Linked DNA regions of Mus musculus: region 2 is linked to region 1. Evidence: chromatin contacts called from public promoter capture Hi-C data. All regions are on one chromosome and are shown on one strand. The core of a region is the stretch at or near the end of the contact, and the rest is flanking DNA. Distances in the headings are between cores, read along the strand shown. Region 1 overlaps Arhgap39 (Rho GTPase activating protein 39). Region 2 holds the start of Zfp7 (zinc finger protein 7).

Region 1 (3,712 bases), core at 416-2,915:
AGACTCACGGAGATCTAGCCCCTCTGCCTTGTGAGTGCTGCTGCCATTAAAGGCGTGCACTACCATGCCTGGCTTCCTCTTGTTCTTTAAATCTTTGTGTGTTTGAGTATGGGCACATGAACACAGTGAGTATGCTGAGGTCAGGAAAACTCTGGTGGTCTTCCATGCTTTGCACCTTGTTTTTGAGACAGGGTCTTTTGTTCACTCTATACACTTCAGGTTAACTAACCCATTCAGTGTTGGAGAATCTCCTGTCTGCTTCCCATCTGGAGTCTGGGTCACTGGGACTAAAGATGTATGCTACGGCATCCAGATTTCTATGGGTTCTGAGGTTCTGAACTCAAGTTCTCATGCCTGTGTGGCTAGCACTTGACCCACTGAGTCAGATCCCCAACCCTCAATAATTCTCTGTTCCTATAAGGTAACGATGATTGGATAGTTCGTTATAGTGATGGAAAGCTAAAGCTTCCTCATGTTCTGAAGGTGCTGCTGAGAGCTCCTGCAGCTCCACAGATGAGGTGTGGTACATGTGGTGGGCCATTGTCATTTCAGGGTCTCTGAAGAGTAGAGGGTCCTGATCCCGAGGTGCTACTGGCACATCTCATTGCAGATGTGCTGCAGGGCCTTAGGCAGTAAAGGGTGCCAGTCTTCCTGTGTCTGGACACAAAGGCAGGCTGGTTGGGTGTGGAACGTGAATCAAGAGCTGCGTTTTCTCTTGGAGCTGTGTATGGGTTTCCGTGTTTCTCAGAAGGAGCTGTCATGGAAAGATTGCACGGTGGACCCTTGACATGTGTGGGTTTGCACGTTCACACTCATTCATACCAAAACATAATATGGTAGAAAGAAGGTTTGAAAGCACGAGTGAGCCAGGCATGGTGGCACACACCCTTATCCCAGTACTTAGGCAGAGGCAAGTGGATCTCTGTGAGTTCAAGGCCAACCTAGTCCATACAGTGACTTCCAGGTCAGTGAGTGCTATATAGTGAGACCCTGCCAGAGAGAGAGAGACAGACAGATATAGAGACAGAGACTGAGAAAGACACACACACACACACACACACACACACACACACACACACAAACACATACACAAATTTCCCCAAAATAAAAAAGCCTGAGTGTTGGGACATTTGGGGGATTGTTATTTTACTTTTTTACTTTTGAGGCCCGGTCTTTTCTATTATGTAGCCTTGGTTGTCCTGGAAGTCACTGTGTAGACCAGGCTGGCCTAGAACTCACAGATACCCACTTGCTTCTGCCTCTGGAGTGATATGATTAGAGGCGTTCACGCCACGAGCTGGCAGGACATTTATATGCATATTTAAGGGATGCTACTGTTACATAGGATCTGTATACAGACTGTTTCCTGTAAGGAAGCACAAGACCACAGTGATTTTTTTTTTTTTTTTTTATGGAATCCTCATCCATGGAGGACTCTGCTGCTTTGTGGGATGATTGGTTATTTCCATTTTCTTTTTCCTTCTGAGTAGATAAAGCTTAAGAGATGCATGAATTATTCAGAAGGATGTGGGCTGAGAAAGGGAAGGAATTGCTGTTTTGAGTGTGGTAACAAAACTGGGAGGAAGTCCTGGGTGTGGTCTGTAGAAAGATGAACCAGAGGTAGCTGGGAAAGTTCTAGAGAAAGGCGAAGGGGTGAGGGACCGCCAGTCACAGCGGGCAGGCGCAGGCGCACACTCTGTGGTTGTGCGTTTGCTCTTCCTCTGGCCTGTGCTGGATGTGAACAGGCGGCCTGTACTCTGGCTTGCCCTACAGCTTGGAGGCTGAGGCCAGCCTTTGGCTCCGATAAAGGGGCCATTTGCTGGCTTCCAGGCTGCCGCGAGTGGGATAGTGCCCCCCACCCCCAGTCCAGTCATCATATGAGGGATGCAGACAGACTGGTCGGCGAAGTGCTGACTCTCCCATCAGCCCTTGTCGATAGTTTAAATTGTATCATGCAGCTCCTGCTTAGAATGCTTTAGTGGCTTTTTTCATAGGATAAAATTTGCAATCTTGTTTTTAAAAAAGATTTATTTCATCTGTGTGGATGTTGTACTTGCATATCTGTCTGTGTACCACATGTGTGCATTGCCCTTGAAGGTTAGAGGAGGGCCTGATATCCCCTAGAACTAGAGTTACAATTAGTTGTGAGCTGCCATGTGAGTTCTGGTAAGCAAACCTGGGTCCTCTGGCAGAGTGCCTGTGGAGCCATCTTCCCAGCCCCGACTTTATAATCTTAGCATTCCCTCCCAGGCTTCTAAGCTCTATGGCAGCACTTGGGTACAACCCTCCTTCCCTTTCCAGGTACTGGTCTCTTCCCCCGCAGACTATAAAGCTCCCTTCCTTCAGAGTCTGACCATCTTCTCAGTCATATATATATATATATATATATATATGCAGAGTTTGTAATTATCTATTTACCTCTTATTGTCTCTATCTTATTTAAAGGGCGCAGGTCACACTGGTTTTATTCACCACTCTCTGCTCAGAGCCTGGTATGAGCACAACAAATTTTTATTGAAAATCCCTTTGTTTTTATTGTATGTGTGTGGGTGTTTTACTTGCGTGTGGTTTGTGCACCTTGAGAATGCCGCGCGTCCTGGAGGCCAGCAGGGGCATTGGCGCCTCTGGAGCAGGAGTTAAAGCCAGTTAGTTAGTTAGCCACCACATGAGCACTGGAAGCCAGCCTCGGGTCCTCTACAGGAGCAAGTGTTCTTAGCCCTGAGCCATCCATCTCTCCAGCCCCCACAAGAAATATTTTTTACATGAATTAATAAATGCATAAGTAGAAAAAATACTGGGGCGTGAGCTACTGAAAATTTAAGAGGTACCACTAACCACTGCTCTATATAATCAAAACCCTATAACAAGGTCACTCTGGATTAAAAAAAAAAAAAAAAAAAAAAAAAACAGAAAAGAGAGGGAGAGTGGAAAAGGAGAGGAGGAGGGAGAGGGATGGCACGGCTGTGTCTGAGAGTTATGTTTCAAGAATGCCCTAAGTAGGCACAGACTTAGAGATTGGATGTTCTGCTTGGCATTGGAAAGGCCAGCACAGTATATTCACAGAGCAAAGTTTTCTCCATCACTTTTTTTTTTCTTATTACTACAGTATTTATTTGTTTTCTGTCAAACCTGAGCCAAGCGTTTTCCCCAGCCTTCTTGGGGAGGTACAGGAAAAGGACCGTACAGGGCAGACGAGACACGAAAGAACCATCCTTGAGAGCTGGAAGTAGAGACGGCTGCGTCACATGGCGAAGAGCCCCATGGCCTCTGAGAGGGCAAAGCCTAGAATCGCGTAGGAGAAGAGTTGTTGCTTCAGAGAAGGGTTCCTAGCCAATGATGAGACTCCAAAACCAGTCCCAATCCCTGCCCCGGAGCCAGCTACCCCACCAGCTGTAGCAGCCGCAGCTCCAATGAACTTGGCAACTGTGTCACTGTCCCTTGAAATGGCCCTGGTTTGGAAGCTGCGGCTAGGGATAAGTGAGGTCAGAGGCCGCAGGACCGCCAAGCCGCTGAGGCTCTCATCTGTTGGCATCTGTGGTTGCGTCAACTCCACTGCAGACAGCAGCTGAGATGAGGGAGTGGGATGAACTTGGAGCCGGCATACATTTTCAGGGGTGAGGGGCCAAGACAGGAGAGCTGCTACCAGGGGAGAGAAGTCAGAGAGAGCCTCCCCTCACTTTTTAAAAACAATTTTTACTAATTACGTGTGTCT
Region 2 (3,712 bases), core at 925-3,424, 80 kb before region 1:
TAGGTGATGTGTGTAAAGCCTGGAGCTAGCCTGGCAAACTCAGATTCAAGGTTTAGCCCCCAAGGCCCAAGCAGTTAGCACCACACACACACACACACACACCCACCCCCCCACCCCCCCACCCACCCCCGTCTCTGACACGTGCCCGGGGTTTGGAGCAGACCTGGGGGGTGGGGGGGGAGCCTCACCTAGTCCTGCCACGCTGCTGTGGTTCTCCAGCATCACCTCCTTGTAGAGGGCCCTCTGACCAGAATCCAGACACTGCCACTCCTCTCGAGAGAAGTGCACAGCCACGTCGCCAAAGGTCACCGCCTCCTGTAAGGACACACACCAACATCCCTATAATATGGTATACCTCAAACAGGTATGGTATACCTCCAGCAGGACTGGATCCTTTTGGCTCTTAAACCTTATGAGAAAAGAAGGGACTTAATCCAAAGGAGTGACCTTATGCCCCTCCCCACTGAACAGACACAGCTAAACTCTGGTCTGGGCGGACATTTATTCACCCCCTCAGGGACCAGCCTGGCCAGAGCCACAGTAAGGGTCAAAGCTAGGTATGCGATCAGGCCCAGTGGAAAGGGTAGGATGTGGGGGCTTGACAGGAGTGGAGAGGGAATACAGGCAGCAGCCAGGCTCCCTACCATGAGATCTGGAGGGTGGGATCCGCTTGTCCTGAGTCAGACACCTGTGAGAAATCATAACGAGATCAGAGGTCAGAGGGGAGGAAGCTCCCCAGTTCCCAGGGTGACTGGAGGGGCTCTGTACCCCACTGCTTCTTTACCACCCAAGCCAGACGCACAGACACACCAGACTGGGCAAAGGCTGATATTTGAATATCAGCTCCTGAGCCTTCTTGTCTGTGTTGTGTGGGAGTAAGGGCTGGAGCCATGATGTACAGCTGCGGCAGGTGTGTGTGTGTGTGTGTTGTGTGTGTGTGTGTATAAAACACACCTTTAGTCTCTGAGTTCGAAGCCAGCCTAATCTACAGAATGAGTTCCAGGACAGTTAATGCTACTCAGAGAAATCCTGTCTCGATAAACCAAAAAATAAATGAATGAATGAATGAATAAATAAATAAATGGCTGCCATAGGCCACACATTCAACTGAACAACGAGGGAGACTTCATGGGACATCTAGTAGAAAGGACAACTAAGATCACATCAACAACAGTGCTGAAGTACGGGGGGACTAGTAAAGTGTTTAAATGAGAAACGCTGGTAAAGTTTAAAGGATGCCTTCCCCCAGGGACCTAGGCCAAGCTGGTGGCTGAGGTAGGAAACGCACTTCAGGATCTGAAAATGGGACCAAGTGAGCCAGTGTGTGAGCCAAAGGAGAGAAGATAAGGAAGAGTTAACTGGAGGCAGTAGCAGTCAGGTCCAGGAAAAAGAAAAAAAGGCCTTCAGAAGGAAAACAATCCCTGTTCACCTGTACCTAAATTCCAGAACGAGCTACAGCTGCCCTAAGTCACAAGGATGACGACAAAAAAGGATTCGAGAAGTCCCCTTCTGCTAAACCAAAGCCCTTGGGCCCCTCCTTGCACACACAAACACCCACCTTCAGGTCAAAATGGGAGAGAGGAAGCTACTTTCCCAGGTAGCTTTTGGCCCAGGTATCTGGCCACTGGCTAGACTGGCCAATTAGCAGTGAACACTAGAAAAGAATTCTCCTCTCAGACCCCAGCATTTGGACTACCAATGGGAAATCGCGGTCTCAGATACAGAAGAGCAAATCCTGAGATGCCTTCTGAGTCCGCAGGCGTGACCGACTCCAGGTCATTCAGGTGCAGAAATGAGAGAAGAGATAGTCCCAGAAAGTGATTACTCACGAGGAATGAGGGAGGTTGCACCCAGCCCCAGGCCTGGAGGGAAGCAGCCTTGCTCAGGTTCAACACTGGAGCCCGGGAGCAGGCTAGAAGAGCTGGGATGCTCGGCTATTCTACTCCGCTGGGATCACGTCTTCGGCCAGGCATTCACAACAGCACCGAGCCGCCCACGCCTTCCATCCTTTTGGGGAGTAAAAGCCAAGTGTCCCTTGCCCTAAAAACAAGGAAAGCGACTGCGCCTACTCACCTGCCCCGGCGCGTGGTGGATCCCAACAAGAGAGCCACCGGAAAGGGCTTTGCAAGCTTATCCCACTGTGCCCCACCCGGGCGACTTCCGCTCGCTGGCCAGCGCGCCCCGTTTGTTCTCTAACTCCGCCCCCCGCCAGGTTACAGGGGTGGGGGCGGGGCCAGAAGTTGTCACGGCCCATAAAGGGCTGGGCTAGAGACTGAGAGGCAGGGCCGGGAAGTGTGGCTGAAGGTCACCGAAGGCCAGGCACGACCAGGAGGCGGGGCCAGAGGATGCATTTCTGATGAGAAAGAGCCTACCCAACCACAGTCTCACTACCAACCCCAAAAAGCTTTACCAAAGGCTTTCCCTTACCAAAAATCCCTTTGGGTCCCTGAACCTTAATGATAAGAGTCTTGAGGAGAAGCCGGGTGTGGTGGCGCACACCTTTAATCCCAGCACTCAGGAGGCAGAGGCAGGTGGATTTATGGGTTCGAGGCCAGCCTGGTCTACAAAGTGAGTTCCAGGACAGCCAGGGCTACACAGAGAAACCCTGTCTCAAGAAACCAAAAAAAAAAAAAAAAAAAAAGCTGGGCGGTGGTGGCGTACGCCTTTAATCCCAGCACCTGGGAGGCAGAGGCAGGAGGATTTCTGAGTTTGAGGCCAGCCTGGTCTACAAAGTGAATTCCAGGACAGCCAGGGCTACACAGAGAAACCCTGTCTCGAAAAAACAAACAAACAAACAAAAAAAAGAGTCTTGAGGAGAAAGTACATCTTAACTTCTCAAGAATGCCAGCTACTAGCCGGGCAGTGGTGGCACATGCCTTTGATCCCAGCACTTGGGAGGGAGAGGCAAGCGGATTTCTGAGTTCGAGGCCAGCCTGGTCTACAGAGTGAGTTCCAGGACAGCCAGGGCTACACAGAGAAACCCTGTCTCGAAGAAAAAAAAAAAAAAAAAAGAATGCCAGCTACTGAATAAACCTGATTTTTTTCCTGTCAATTCTCCTTGCCCTAACATGTTCTTCAACTGTCAGAGAGCCTAGGCCTTTAGATTCTAGTAACAAGGAAACACTAGCATAGAGAGAGGGAGGTTGGCAGAACTAAGTGAAGGATGGAGTCACTGGTGATAAAGAAAATGTTTCAAGGAGGATAGAGGGCCTATTGTATCTGCACTACTGAGCGGGTGTGAGGGGAGAGGATATAGTCCTTGGAAAGTGGCAAAGAGGGAGCTATGAGAAAGGAGAGAGTGTGTATGCACATTCACATGCGTGTGTGTGTGTGTGTCTGTGCCTTGAGTGTGTGTATGTTTGTGGTTTGTGCATGTATGTGTAAATGTCTATGCTGTGTATGTGCTATTTGTGTGTGTGTGTGTGTGTGTGTGTGGTATATGTGTATGTGTCTGTGCCGTGTATGTGTGTATGTGTGTGGTATATGTGTATATGTGTGTGCCATGTGTGTATGTGTGTATAATATATGTGTATATGTGTGTGCCATGTATGTGTGTGTGTCTGTGTATGTGTGTATGTGGTGTATGTGTATATGTGTGTGCCGTATGTGTCTGTGTATATGTGTGCTGCCCCTTGATTTAAGTTTTTTTAATCTCCCATCTGAAGGCTTTTGGAGTCACATGATCATTATACTATGTCCAAAGTGAATGAAA

Evidence for each region. Promoter capture Hi-C pulls out the DNA fragments that hold promoters and counts their contacts.
Region 2: a contact with region 1 is called in a promoter capture Hi-C map of the HPC-7 cell line. A contact is called at or near these places in 5 of 39 promoter capture datasets (the C10 cell line, the HPC-7 cell line, the SN4741 cell line and 2 more), 5 of 130 datasets of targeted methods (the HPC-7 cell line, bone marrow-derived macrophages, embryonic stem cells and 2 more) and 3 of 9 other capture datasets (adipose tissue, liver and pancreatic islet).

Annotation. Positions count from the first base shown.
Region 1 is chr15:76,797,559-76,801,270 of GRCm38.p6, reverse strand. All of the region lies in intron 1 of Arhgap39 (Rho GTPase activating protein 39), which reads left to right. It also overlaps the pseudogene Gm17271. Among named protein-coding and RNA genes, the nearest start is that of Arhgap39, 19 kb to the left of the region's middle.
Region 2 is chr15:76,877,715-76,881,426 of GRCm38.p6, reverse strand. It overlaps Zfp7 (zinc finger protein 7), which reads right to left and starts at 2,174. Exons shown (of 5, transcript NM_145916.3): 1 at 2,074-2,174; 2 at 645-688; 3 at 189-315. The coding sequence starts at 647.